Regions from separate parts of the Mus musculus genome. Here all the other regions are linked to region 2. The links are chromatin contacts, called in public Hi-C and HiChIP or PLAC-seq maps. All regions are on one chromosome and are shown on one strand. Each heading gives the region's core, a stretch centred on a gene start, on an enhancer-like site or on the middle of the called end of the contact. The rest is flanking DNA. Distances are from core to core; before and after follow the strand shown.

Region 1 (3,372 bases), core at 751-3,250, 79 kb before region 2:
GGGCTGGGATCCCCAGTAGCCATGTAAAAGTCAGGACGTGGCTGCAGGCACCTGCTAACTCCAGTGTCGTGGGGGTGGAGACAGGTGGATTGCAGAGGCTTGCTGGGTTCTGCGAGAGGTCTCAAGGGAATAAGGTAGAAACCAATAAAGTGGGCCACTCAGTGGTCTCCACACACAACATGAAATATTAAATTAACCGATCAGAACAGAATACAGCACAACATGGGAAGACTTAGTGGTAAGGACCAAGTAGCTGTGGCCGCTAAATCTAACCTGAAATCCTGAGTTAGGTCCTAGGAAAGCAAAGAAAATGACTAAGAAGTGGGAACATTCAAACATGTTCTGAAGTTTGGTGGCTAGACTGTCAGCACCGATTTCTTGGCTTTGGTCGTTAGACTGTGGTAGGGTGGTCTCCCACAGCAGTGACAAAGCCTGTGGCAGGGTGGCCTCCCACAGCAGTGACAAGCCTCTCCACTGCTTTTCCATCTGTCTCTCTTTTGAACTTTCCATGTGTGCTTGCATCTGCTTTCCCCTCTGTAAGTCAAATATTTCAATATAGGAACTTTTAAAGAGCTGTTGGATGCAATGAGAGTCATCAAGCAACAGGGGAACCTATCACCAAGGACCACTCTTCCCTTTTGTCAGCCTACCTAGGAAACGGGCCAGAAGAGCCAAGAAGAATTTACCCAGGGGACCCAGGAAGCCCAAGGGAGGTTGAGGCTTGGGGTCTGACCTCAGCAAAATGGGGGACTGGCTTCGAGTTTCCCTCAGGCAGTGTTTTTGCGATCTGATCTATACAGTGTCCCCTGGCACTGGGAGACTAGCTCCGAGTCTCCAGTGGACACTTGTGTAACAGTGTGGCATTTACAAAGTGTCCTTTGCAAACCTCTGGTGTAGTTTCACTCCCCTCTAGATGTCCTCTTATTTTATATGTGTGCACACGTGCCTGAGTGTTATGCATGTGCACCGTGTGTGCAGTGCCCATGGAGGCCAGATGGGGGCGTTGGACCCCTAGGAACGGCTGTGAACTCCCTGGTGTGGATGCTGGGAATTGAACCTCGGTTCTTGGCAATAGAACCCCCCCCCCCCCCCCCCCCCCCCCCCCGCTGTTAACCGCTGAGTCATCAGTCCTGCCCCACCTCCAGAGATCTCTCCAGTGGTAGAGGTGCATGCATTTGAACCCAGAGTCTCCAGTTGGTGGCACTGTTTTAGGACATGAGCTTTGCTAGAGGAAATACATCACTGGGAGGTGGGCTTTGAGAGTTTATGTCCTTGTCCCACTTCCGTTCTCCTCTTTCTGCACGTGGTTGAAGATGTAATCTCTCAGCCTCTCGTTCCTGCCACGGTGCCTACTGCTTGGTGCCCTGCTCCCTACCGGAATGGTCTGCGTTGCTTTTTGTCATGGTATTTTGCCACAGCAACGGAAAAGCAAACTAGTGCCTCTTAGAACAGCCCGAAGAACAAACGCAGGGGTTTACAAAGTATACAAAGGGAGCCCAAGGCTTGAGTGGCACGAATAGCCAACAGAGACAGTAGAATTGGGGTCTGCTCCCCACCCCACACCCTCCTGGCCTGTGCGCCCTCCAACTGCAACCACAGAGGAGCAAATACCTTCTGAGGAACCTGGCTGACACAATTGCTCACATCTGATTGGCCAATGCAACCCACGTGGTCAAGCCCAGCCTCAGAAAGAGAAGACTTTGGTGAGAAACTGGAGGGTGTAGATTGTAAACGTTGGGTTTTTGTGAAGTCTTCCTCTCCACTGGCAGAGGAATGGGAGCCATGTGGGGCTGTGCCTGCCCCTTGAGCCAGTAGCTCAGAGGACTTCCCTGCACTGCGCAGTGCATGTGTGTGGCAGGCCGTGGCTTTCTCTAGGTCCGAAGCTAACGCCAGTTGTTCCTTCAGTAGTAGCTGGGCCTGATGGCTTTCATTGCTCGCTTTCACTGCTCAGTGCATTAGTATCCTTGTGCTGGCAACTGAGGTTCTCTGGATCCCGCTCCTGGAGGCTGGTGACTCATGCTCCCAGCCTTTGTGGTCAGACATGGCACCAGCCTCATAGGGGTCTGGGACTCTGAGTGCCAGGTTGGCCAGACAGGTCACCCTGGCTAATTTACATCACTAGTGATTCAAGAGTGCTCAGAATTAGGCTTAGCCAGGGGGACCCCTGCGTCTCTGAGGAATTGGGTAGCCAGTCTGGGAAAACAGTTCCCACCAGTTCGTGTCTCACTCTGTGACATTCTGATTTTGTGACATTTCGCAATAAACCAGCACCTGCCACCCACATGGGAATGGAGTGCGACTCCAGTTAAGGCTTATTTTATTTTATTTTATTTTATTTTATTTTGCTGACTGTAAAGAAGAAACAGGATTTGGGGTACACCAGGGCTTCTTGATCATCTCTCTGTCCATGGCAGGTTCTCTAGCCCCCCACCCCCTTTAAAAATGTTACATTTACTGTAACTGTTGTTTAAAACATAAATAAGGGAAAGAGCATAGAAGATGAATAATGAAAATAAATTCATCTTATTTATGTGTTTATGCACACATTTGACAATTTGACAATTATTCCACACCGCAGGGTCGGTGGCGGTTACATTCTAGAAAGTTCCTTACTTTTTAAGTTTCTCTCCCACTCCTCCTGATTTTTGTCACATCCAACACAGGCACATTAGTATTCCAGGACAGGAGGCCTGGTGTGCACGGCAGGACAACCCTCCGCTCCGGTGTGTTACTTCAGTTCAAGCTTCAGGTAACTGAGACTTGTCAGTCTCTAGGCTCAGATAGGGGCCTCCTGGCAGACACATTCCTTACCGGCAATTCATTCCGCTCCAAAGGAGCAAGGGGGGCAGTGATTAAAAAGAGAAATGAGGGCCCATGAGATGGCTCAGCAGGTAAAGGGGCTTGCCAACAAACCCGAGGACACGTGTTCAATCCCTGATGGGAGAAGATCCCTGAGAAGGGGAAAACTAAATCACACAAGCTGTCTTCTGAGCCTGCACTCCCCCGCACGGATTGTAATCAATAAATAAAGGAAGAAGGATGTAGGCTCCCCCACCCCCTTTTAAAAAAGGAGCTAAGGCTTGGAGGCAGTGTGTGTGTGTGTGTGTGTGTGTGTGTGTGTGTGTGTGTGTTACACAAAATGTAAGGTTTAGTTTGAAGATGATCCAGCTGTGGGCCACTGAACATATGTTAAGATCACGGTCAGAAAACTCTGGCTGTCAGAGCAGACCACCCTGGAAAGTCTGTGATTGACTACCTAAGGTTACAGGGCTTCTGGAAGCTTCATCGTTTCTTACGAACTTTTCCTGCTAGGATGTCCACAGAGGGACGATTTCGTGGGCTTGGGCCTCTCACTTGGCTCCTGCTACTCCC
Region 2 (3,602 bases), core at 267-2,766:
GCCCTCCTCTCCCACCCAGCTAGTCTACAAAGAAAAACATGTACAGGCCAATTTCAGTTTGGCTTTGTTTTTTAACGTCTCCCTCCCTCCCTCCCTCCCTCCCTCCCTCCCTCCCTTTCTATTTCATAAACTGAAAGAAACACAGTCACCACCAGCATTTTCTGGCTGTCTTTCCTTAGTCACAATTCTACTTGCTTGGTTTTCTTGTTTTGTTTTATTTTATTTTATTTTTATTTTTTTTTATAGCTTTCATGTGTCCAGACTGTATTTACAGGATACCTACTATGTGCCTGGCATTGTTCTTGCTGATGAAGACACACTGCAGAAAGAACAGGCAAGGCTTGCCTTTGGGGCGCACACATCAGCCCCCCACTTCCCTTTATGGACACAGCACATTTGCGTTGCGGTTGTCAGGGGGTGGGTACCATTCGGCTGCAGTGACCAGTACACCTATGATTATTACTGTATGCAGTTTTACAGCTTAAATTCTTTAAGAAGGTTTTGAAGAGTTTCTGCTTTCAATTCTTCTTGATATATACGTTGGAGTGGAATGACTGAGTTATGTGGCAAATTCATTTTCAGCTTATCAGGGAGTCGCTGGGTGGATCCTCTCTCAAAGCCACTCTACTTACATGCATGACTCTGCATGTATGAAGTGTCCTGAACAGGCAGATTCCCAGTCACAGAGAGGAGATGACTGGTTCCCAGGGGGCCAAAGGGGAGAAGTCGGTTGCGTGTGTGTCTCCCTGTAGGGATGAGGAAAACGTTCTGAAATGAGGATGTGGTGTAGATGTGCACTTCACATGGCTAAAACAAGATTGGGCTCAGTGGTTAAGAGATGTCCTGCTCTTGCAGAGGACCAGAGGAAAATTCTCAGTACATACATTGGGCATCTCACCATTGCCTGTAACTCCAGATCCAGGAGGGCCAACACCCTCTTCTGGTCTCTGAGGGCACACACATACACTCTTAGCCGGGTGGTGGCAGTGCACACCTTTAATCCCAGCACTTGGGAGGCAGAGGCAGGTGGATTTCTGAGTTCGAGGCCAGCCTGGTCTACAGAATGAGTTCAGGACAGCCAGGACTACACAGAGAAACCCTGTCTCAAAAAAAAAAAAAAAAAAAAAAAAACAAAAACAACAAAAAATACAACCCAAAAGACTAATTTTGTATCCTATGTGTTTTACCCTAATTAAGCAAAGCAAAACAGAGAGAGGAAAAGATCTGACAAGGTCCTAATCTTATGGGGCACATAGGTTAATGAGTGGAGACCGACCATAGATAAATCAATACTTCATACATTGTATTCATCTGTGCTCTGACAGAAGAGGTGCTGGGAAGCACTTGGGTAGGATTTGGGTTGCCAGACTGTGAGGGGACACGGGGCATTGAGAAGGAGGAGGGGCAGGGAGTCCAGCTGGGGCTGTGTCATTATGATGTCACATGTGACATTATGATGTCAGGGGTATTCAGTTGGAAGGTTCTTTTGGCCATAGGGAGATATAGAGAGAGCTTGTAGATAGTTTTAGCTGACATGACTCTGGGAGGGAGGGGGTACCCCCTCGGAAGAATGGGGTACTCCTCCGCTTTCCAACAAAGAATCCCCTGTCCTGAAATGACCTCAGAGGAACTGGCTGAGACACTCTGACCTAACCATGCAGATCCAAGGCTTAAAATCTGCTGGAAAAAACCCAGCCAGTTTTATATAGCGTGCAGGCTCACGGGTTGTTCTGTGTGAGTCATCTGGAACCCGGGGTCTGGCTTTGACTTGTGTCTGCAGCCTGAGGAAGACGAATGTTCCTTCGGCCAGTTGAGTCTGAGAATTGAGGACATTCACAGCTCTCACTCTGTGTCCTGACCTACGTGACTCAGACCTGGAACTGGATGTATTAGGGTGTGGGGAACTCTGCAGGAAAACCCACAATTCTTATCCAAGGGCAGGTTTTAGCCTAAGCAGAGAATCCGTGCCCCATGCCCTAGTGGAAATGCCTTTTTTTCATGACAATTTAAGATGGACACTGTCTTCCTGCCTTGCCACCTTCCCTGTGGGTTGAATCTACCCGACACTACATTTTATCCAGGGATCAAGGCTAGAAGAGATGAATCCACAGAAGAGTCTGCGACCATGGTGCCTGGGCTTTCTGTGCAAAATGCTACAGCCACAATAAGATATTTACCGTCTTTATCGGAAGATCAAACCCACCCACAAATGTCACATTGCTCAAATTCCATCAGTAGATCAGACAAGCTGTCTCTGGGAAGAGGACATTCCAGCCAGCAAGTTCAGAGCGCACTGGCTTCGAGGGCCGGTCCCTTCCTATTTTCTGTCACACACCCTGAGCCTTTGTTGTCTCCGCACTGCTGATAAATCAATCCATCAAAAAATTTCCTCAGTGAAACTCAATCAAGAAAGGTCATGTCAGCGGGAGAGGAACAGATTAAATTAGCATCAAATTAGACATGGAAAGTGAGTTCTGTCAAAATCATCGCAGCGCTCAGCACAATTAGAATATGTTAATTATGCATTTCATTAAGGTGGATGTGAGATGAAATGTCACTGGGGTAGGCATCCGAAAAAGGGAAGATTGCCAGGCACAACTTTCTCTAGACAATGTGTGACACCTTCATTACCATCAAGAATCGCGAGTCTGCCGTGACTTTTTCTGTAAAGGATTAAACCATTAACTGTTTGCTGTCTCCTCTCATTCGTGCAAAGGGGCGGGGGGTGAGGGTGGGTCCCCCTATCCTCAGAGCCGACCACTCCCTTCCAAGTGACTGTCTTGCTCTCAGACCGCCATGGCCCCGGGGGCTGCTGGGAATGCCTGGTGGGCAACAGGGTGGTGGCAGGCTTTAATGAACTCCTTGGAATCCTGCCACTGCCTTAGGGGTGGCGAAATGCTGGGGATGGGGAGAGGAGAGAAATGAGGGGTGAGGATTACAGAGGGAGGGGAGGAGGAGCGAGGATCTCGGCCCCAGTCTTGGGGATGAAAGATATCATCAACATAATGGGGAACGGGAAGGGGGGGGGATCCAATTTCTAAACGCGCGCACCCAGCAAACTCTCATTTGGTGAATTCTTTTGCACCCGCGCTGAGGCTCTGAGTCATGGTTACCAAGAGGCTCTGACTTCTAGCGAGGCAGCTTCATCAGATGCCGCTTAGGTGCTCAGCACAGAAGGCTGCGACTCTGAGCAGCCCCGTTCCTCTGAGACTACTGCTTGGTTCTCCCACCCCCACCCCCACCCCTGCTTTTCTTTTTAAAACCAGGGCTTTCTATGTTAGCGGGAGGGTGGGAAGGGGCTCTAGGTGGGTTATTCCTGACCTTGCTTCCTCAGGTAATTCCTTTCCTCCCTCCCACCATGAGCCAAGCATCCAATGTTCCAGATCAACTTAGTTCATTAGGAAGCTTCCGGTGGTGCCTTGTGGTGGGAATCTCTGCTTTGTTCTCATTTCTCTTGCACAGGCTGGTCTGTCTCTTGGCGGGGGGGGGGGGGGGATCCCTGATTCCAGACTCTGTGTCCCCTCGTTCTGTGCCTTCTCACCCACAGTGCGCTCTCTCTCTCGCGCGCGCGCACACACACACAGAGCACACATCTGTTGGAT
Region 3 (3,441 bases), core at 586-3,085, 130 kb after region 2:
TGGCTTCCCCCTGCCTAAGCTTTCCAAATACTGGAATTACAGGTGGGCCCCACCATGCCCGACCTAGATTTACCCCTTTATGTGAACGTTGAAAGAGTTCTGTTGAGAGCGTTCTTAACATTTGGGATCCATCCCGTGCATATCAAACACATCTCAAACCTCTACCTTTGGCCTATGCGTAATGTAGAGACAACAACCAGCACTCTATTCGAAGCAGAGCTCGAATGATCGGAACTGGCTTCTCTTCTGTGATGCAGTATGAAGGATCGTTCACAAATGCCGAGACATGGGGGCTCTGTGGACTACAATGGATGCCGCCGAGACATGGGGGCTCCGTGGACTACAATGGATGCCGCCGAGACATGGGGGCTCCGTGGACTACAATGGATGCCGCCGAGACATGGGGGCTCTGTGGACTACAATGATGCTTCTGAGGGCACAGACACTTGGAGGCAGGGAGAGAATCATCAAACTCCCAATGTGGGCTTTGGCCAGATTCTCTGGGTTTCTCTCGCTTACCATGGTGGCAAAACCAGAACCAAATGTGTCACGTGCGGACTCTGAGGCCCTCGGCGAGTTGCTTAGCTGTTTAAGCCTCAGCTTCCTCATCTCTAAAGCAAATGGCCCCAATGAGTTTGAGGATTAAAGAAATGAAAGGCCAGGGCTGGGGGGTGTGGCTCAGTTGTTCGGCTGCTCGCCCAGCATCCTTGGAGCGCTTCTAAGCCAGGTGTGGTGGTACATGTCTGTAATCCCAGCTTCCAGGATGCAGCAGCAGGGAGAAAGAGGTGTGACAAAGTAAGGGTGGCTGTGGTTACTGTTAGAATTTCGTACATCTTTGCTGATGTAGGCTGTGGGCTGACCTTGAAGTCTCAAAGCAGCTGTCTGGACAAAGCTGGGTGTGCTTTCAAATGGCGCAATAATCACACACACGCACACACATACGCACACACCCCTTAAAACACAAATGAATGAAATTAATTTTAGCCAAACACAGTCTCAATTGATCCAAAATATTATTCTATTAACCTATTAAATACAAGAAAGGCTGATGTGTTTGCCTGCCTGTGTTTTGGACGAAACTTTTCAAATTTCCAGAGTATTTTACAGGTACCACCCAGCCTGGTGCCATCTGCGGGTGTTTTTAGGGCTCTATCACTTTGCATGGCTTGTGTCTCCCTCCTTGAACGATGCAGGTGGGAGTTTGGAGATAAGCCCCCCCCCGACCCCCCCCCCCCCCCGAATTCAGAAAGAACTGAAGATTTGGTTTTGAGAGGAGCTTAGGTTAGAGTTTGCAATCGAAGCAGGTGATTGGCCAAGATCTAGGAATCGGAGGCCCCTGGGTGCTTCTGTTCTAGTCGAAACCCGATTAGGGTCGGTTGCCCTCCCCAACACCCTCTGCTGGAACCTGGGAAGAGGATGCTCCAGGGCGCTCCATCACCACACCCACAACTCCTTGCCACTCATCCGACTTGTCCATTTACCACCCCTCAGAGATTCCTGAGTTTGGACCCTGATTTCAGCCAGTGAGCCCATACCGGAAGTGGAAGCTTGGCTCTCTCAGACCTGGTTCCCATGCCGGAAGTGGAAGCTTGGCTCTCTCAGACCTGGTTCCCATACCGGAAGTGGAAGCTTGGCTCTCTCAGACCTGGCTCTCCACCTTGGTGTCTAAGCTTCCTTCGCCCTCCCTGTTCACTTCAATTGATTGTGCCCGTGGGTTAATTTGAGGGATCAGCGGGAGTTATGTAAGGACAGAAACAGCTCAGGAGAGGATGATGATTCACATGGAAAAGGCTGGGGAGACCAAAGAACTCCCCATCATGTCCCTTGATCTGCCTACATCTGAGTCACTCCTGAGAGCTCTGTGCATGGTCACATTAGCCAAGGGGAAGGGCAGAGTGAATACTGGGAGTGGCTGATTCTTCTCTTCAAATACGAAGCAGCCTGGCTCCCCCACACACCCAAGGCTGAGAGCATTACAAAGTACATGGTTACATCGCACACCAAAACCCTAAGCCCAAAGCCATTAAGAAAGCCGCTAAGCCTTGCCAACTCCTCTTGCTAAAGCTGGCTTCCGATCCTTGCATTAATGCATTCTAAGTAGCCTGGAGTGAAGATAGTATGGGGAAAGAAAAAAAAAAAAAAAAAAAAACAAGACAAAGTTCAGAGAGTTCCTTGGTATGCTGTGGTAGTTTGGTTAAGGTGTTTCACCTCTGTGAGCCTTACTTTCTCATCTGCAAAATGGGCTTAATACTAATTGCCATACTTCAAAGTTTCTGCAGATTTAGATGTCATTGAACTGAATGCCAGGCTCAATAAGCACTAATGATGATCAGAAAGGCATCTAAAATGATTGATAAGTATCTATGTAGCTACAGTGTAGAGAACCATGCAGCAGCCTGGGAAGGCTCTGTGTTTAGTTCCTTTTTTTTTTTTTTTCCTTTTCTTTTCTTTTTTTTTTTCCTTTTCTTTTCTTTTTTTTTTTCCTTTTTGCAGGAAGGCTGGCAAAGCACTTAGCTAACATGATGTCTTAAATTTCCTTTAGAGAGAAGGCGATGCTCTGGGTATTAACTTGCTCTCCCACAATGGCGAAGCAAAGGTGGAATGAGACTATAATTATAAAATCAAAGCCAGCAGGTATTCATTGAGATGTTACAATGCTCCAATCATCGAGGTAGTCAGTGGGTAAAAGGAGTACCAACCACTTCCTTTGTCCGTGAAGAGCAGAGAAACTAGTTTGGGGGAAGATTAAATAGACATATGATGACATTAGTCTGCCACTGCGTTCCCTACGTCCGTCCTGTCCACGTGAACAACGTGTGCTTCTCTCTTGATCCTGGAGGTGGTTAGGGGTAGGAGGACACTTGGGACTCACAAAAGCCATCAGGGCTGTGCGCAGGATGGAGCTAGGACCCGTAACTTGGATACTTTTTCTCACGGTCATAGCTATGACCCCCCCCCCAACTTCAGTGTAGTAGTCCTTGGTTAAGGGTCATTTGGCAGTGTCTATGGCTGCATCTTCTGGTGGGAACAGGTGCTGTCCATACCCAAGGGGCAGAGGCCCCTTGTTATCCATGTTATTCGGTATTAGGCAGCCCCATAGGGACACAAAGCCCTTGATTTAACATGTCAGTCCTATTGGTGTAAGCACAGCCCTCTGGTGGGGAAGAGAAGGTGAGACCCTGTAAATATAAAGCCTTATGCAACAAGAGGGACTTCCCAGGTAAGGTGAAACCAGGAACGTTTGGATAGGAAGATAAGACCAGGTTATCTTTTCAACCATCTTGGGAGGATCCAATGGAGGGAAGTTAGGCCAGAGTGGGAGACCTGACTCCAGAAGCAGAGGTCAGAGGTCAGAGGAAGTACTGGATCTGGGCAGCCTTTTGAAACTGAGACATGGGGCTCTATAGTCACATGTATGTATGTATGTATGTATGTATATGC
Region 4 (3,248 bases), core at 415-2,914, 75 kb after region 2:
GCAGCCTTCTGTGTGTTTCACACCCCCGCCCCCCGACATACATTTTCATCAAGCTATCCATAACAGAAGTGGCAGGCAGCTTGTTGGACTAGAATACATTTCTGCCAGCAGTCTCAAGGTTAGGTGTGCCGTTAAACGCGTACACTATATTACGTGGTAATGACTATAATTTGAAGTCCTTATGCATTCGAGGCTCAATGATTTACTTGCTGTTTAATTTCCAGTCAAGAGCAAGAGACTTTTAAAGGTATATGCGAATTCATGGGGGAATTGTTTTAGCTTACTTATGTCCTAAAAGAGGGGCTGCCCGTTTAATACTTTCCAAAGAATTTTAAATGAAAATTTGACTTTGCTATTTGGTAGGGTGTTCCCAGGATTAGAGGTGGGCACAGGGGAGGAAAGAAAATTCAGATTGGAATTGGTGCCATTTAGAAATGCGTAGATATGGTGGACTCTTAAATATCCCACTGAATCTTGATATGTTTTATAAAATACCATGTCATTTTTTTCAAACATTGTACCCTCCCCCATATCAGCTAAGATTAGAATTCCAGGTGATGATAGAATTCCATAGCCATTTAAAACCATCATTATATATATGTTTATAAAATTAAGGAAAAAAAACAATGAAGCCAAGCTATCCTATGCATAAACTGTGAAGTGTGGGCAGGGTGTATACACATGGCTCTAATCAAGTACTCCAAGTGGGGAGATGCTCTTTCCTAGGTGAGCCAAATTCCAAGACACCGCCCTGTCACCCACGGGGGTGGGGGAGGGGGTAGGGGTGGGGGTGGGAGAAGCATTCAAGCAGCTCGGAATAGTTTCCATCTAAATACAAACAAACCAGCACCCACAGCCTCTCTCCTACTTACACGACCCACTCCCATCAGATGGAATGACTTCAAACTATTTTCTGCAACTCTGTCAGACACCCCAGCATGGCCGTGGTTGCACGAAGACAGAGCTTTCATAGTCGATATAACGATAGCACCGTCATATATTAGAAGTGTTTATTCTGTACAAATGTGGACAGGTGCAAAACCAGCAGTCTTTCCCGTGTGTCTCCCGGATGTACAGGCAGCCTCTGTGTATATCCCCCAAGTTATTGACCGACTTTTGCTTCTCTAGAACAGACAGTGTATGCTGCAAGTTCTGACACGGAATGCGACCTTCCTTCTGCTCCCTGCTCCCGACTCCCTAGTTACATATTCGCAGTTAAAAAATGATTACAAACCTAACAGGTGGAAAATTGGTCTTTATTATAGCACAAAATAAACATCACCTATTTGTTCTCTTCGCCGGGGTTTGGACCCACAATTATTAGATTTAAAACATACTTCTTGTCTCTAGGTTCTTTATGTATGTCCACCTTTTTTTTTTTAAGGACCAGAAGAGCATAATGGCTAATTACATAAAAATTTAAAATGTGATATGGTAAATAAATAGCATGTGGCAGAACCCAGAGCTCACATTGGGCTCAACAGATGCAAAATAGCTTTCCATTCAATAAGGTAAGATGTACAGTCATGCTTGGAATCCCGGAGGTGAATCTGCCCGGAACATTTAATTATCATGATAAAGGCATGCAAACAGTAGGGGTAGCCCTCTGGGGGGGCCCCACCCAAATCAGAAGCATGGATTCCCACCTGGAGGGAAGAGTCTCGAGTCAAGCACATATTTCCCTTTCTTTCTGCCCATCTTCCCACTCGCTCTCTAGCTCTGTGAGGAGCGCTAGGAGCGCGTCACACAGGACATTTCTCTATCTGGAACTCCCTTAGCGCCTGTGCCTGTGCAGCTTGACCCGAAAGTTTCCTGGGTAAAAGTAAAAGCTTTGCGAAGAGGGGGTGGGTGGTGAGGGCTCCTAGGATAAGCTTTCCATACCTTGTCGTGAATTAACTAAGAGCAATTCCGTAACGCTGTGGGGGCATGTGCTGGACTGTAAAGTACAGAACCCTTCGCTCGGGTTTGGGCCCTTGAGTTCAGTCTGGATGTGTGTTGGGCTCCCTAGCGCGTGGGCGTGCCATGCTGGAGGGGAGAGAAGAGGAAGCAGAGGAACCCCATGAAGGAGCTTGGGTGGCATCCAGCCTTGCTTAAGCTCAAGATTTGGAAGCAGCCTACATGTGACTAATTTGCTATAAAGTATTTGCCTTTGGTCGTCTCTGTCCTTTCTCCTGGAGGTGACATAAATAACTTTGGGCATTGGTAACAAAGCAAGGCGTGGACTTCTATGATACATGGTACAAATTCCTTTCTTTTCTCATTTTGGTACTGGGACTTGAACCCAAGACCTTGTGTATGCTGGGCAAGAACTCTACTACCAAGGTGCACCTCCAGCCCAATTTGAAAAATAACATCTTGAAGCTGTTGGACAGACCCTACTCACTTGGCTGTGTACAGCCTTCGACTACCCATCTCTGTATGTGAAATAAACCCACGGGGATGTTTTGCATCTGGTAAAGGTGGACTCTGATCCCGAGTTTATCCTAAAGGAAAATCTAAAGGCATTTTTATCTCCCTGCTCCATAGAAGAGTGCATCCCGACAGTCCCCCTTAAGGGTCCCTGCTCTTCTATAGGGATATGAATGTAGGAAGGAAACAGGGAAGGAGCGCTGTCGATAAAAGTCAGCTACCAAATGGATTCATTGCAAGGGCTGATAGTAAAGATATCATTAAGCCATTCGTGAACTGATTAAGCTATCTCTGTATATAACGGTCCCTAGGAAGTCCCCCTCCCCCCACCGTCTTCATTCTGGTGCCACCTTTCCCCACTCGGTAAGTATTAAGCATTGCTGTGGGAAGGCAGATGGCAAAATGGAATCTAGTCCTTGTTAATTAAAATGAGGGGAAGTTGGACCTTGGAGGTTGGGCCTTAGGTTGCTAAAGGAACCGTGAGTCCTGGAGCTCTAGGAACAACCACGAGCTTCATCTCTCTTAGATACATTGTATCCTGCTTCCCCTCTAAACTAGAGGATGTTGGGGGAATGGCTAGGAGCCACTCATCCCGTCCTGTCTTTTGTAAAAGTTAAGTCTATGGCAGCAAACTAAGGTCCTGCCAGGCCTCGGGAGACGCCTCTGCTTCTAAGCAGACCCATCTCTTTTTAACAAGCTCCTCACAAGGCCGTGGTCACCGTCACCTGGGAGCAAACCCCATACCTGCAGAACTATTCTTCATCCACGTCTGCTACAAACTGAGAGTGGTGTTCGGGTGACTTGCTGTGCGTTTTGCTTAGGTGGAGTTTTACTGCGTG

Evidence for each region. Hi-C and Micro-C count contacts between places; a contact is called where the count stands out from the background. HiChIP or PLAC-seq counts read pairs in DNA pulled down with a chosen protein or histone mark.
Region 1: a contact with region 2 is called in an H3K27ac HiChIP or PLAC-seq map of embryonic stem cells, with 8 read pairs. The contact joins the enhancer-like site here to the promoter of AY702102 in region 2. A contact is called at or near these places in 3 of 39 promoter capture datasets (embryonic stem cells, frontonasal cranial neural crest and liver), 10 of 484 Hi-C or Micro-C datasets (embryonic stem cells, gonadal supporting cells, muscle stem cells and 3 more) and 5 of 115 datasets of contacts at active chromatin or transcription factors (CD8 T cells, embryonic stem cells, memory CD8 T cells and 1 more).
Region 3: a Hi-C map of adipose-derived mesenchymal stem cells shows a contact between it and region 2, with 1.9 times the contacts expected there. The contact joins the enhancer-like site here to the promoter of AY702102 in region 2. A contact is called at or near these places in 1 of 39 promoter capture datasets (embryonic stem cells), 4 of 484 Hi-C or Micro-C datasets (adipose-derived mesenchymal stem cells and embryonic stem cells), 1 of 115 datasets of contacts at active chromatin or transcription factors (embryonic stem cells) and 1 of 9 other capture datasets (embryonic stem cells).
Region 4: a contact with region 2 is called in an H3K27ac HiChIP or PLAC-seq map of embryonic stem cells, with 6 read pairs. The contact joins the enhancer-like site here to the promoter of AY702102 in region 2. A contact is called at or near these places in 3 of 39 promoter capture datasets (embryonic stem cells, liver and stem cell-derived epiblast-like cells), 5 of 484 Hi-C or Micro-C datasets (embryonic stem cells, liver, morula and 2 more), 3 of 115 datasets of contacts at active chromatin or transcription factors (all in embryonic stem cells) and 1 of 9 other capture datasets (pancreatic islet).

The regions. Positions count from the first base shown.
Region 1 is chr2:170,041,304-170,044,675 of GRCm38.p6, reverse strand. It overlaps a transcript of Tshz2 not described here. Among named protein-coding and RNA genes, the nearest start is that of A630075F10Rik, 28 kb to the left of the region's middle. Within about 2 kb of position 2,000, at least 42 of the 459 cell types and tissues checked have an H3K27ac peak or open chromatin away from gene starts, as enhancers often do. A contact at or near this core is called in embryonic stem cells and muscle stem cells, where this site is marked.
Region 2 is chr2:169,961,101-169,964,702 of GRCm38.p6, reverse strand. It overlaps AY702102 (cDNA sequence AY702102), which reads left to right and starts at 1,516. Exons shown (of 1, transcript NR_131974.1): 1 at 1,516-2,690. It also overlaps a transcript of Tshz2 not described here.
Region 3 is chr2:169,835,820-169,839,260 of GRCm38.p6, reverse strand. All of the region lies in intron 1 of Tshz2 (teashirt zinc finger family member 2), which reads right to left. Among named protein-coding and RNA genes, the nearest start is that of AY702102, 130 kb to the left of the region's middle. Within about 2 kb of position 1,835, at least 24 of the 459 cell types and tissues checked have an H3K27ac peak or open chromatin away from gene starts, as enhancers often do. A contact at or near this core is called in adipose-derived mesenchymal stem cells, where this site is marked.
Region 4 is chr2:169,886,492-169,889,739 of GRCm38.p6, reverse strand. It overlaps Tshz2 (teashirt zinc finger family member 2), which reads right to left. Exons shown (of 2, transcript NM_080455.3): 2 at 1,236-3,248. The coding sequence ends at 3,162. Among named protein-coding and RNA genes, the nearest start is that of AY702102, 75 kb to the left of the region's middle. Within about 2 kb of position 1,664, at least 2 of the 459 cell types and tissues checked have an H3K27ac peak or open chromatin away from gene starts, as enhancers often do. A contact at or near this core is called in embryonic stem cells, where this site is marked.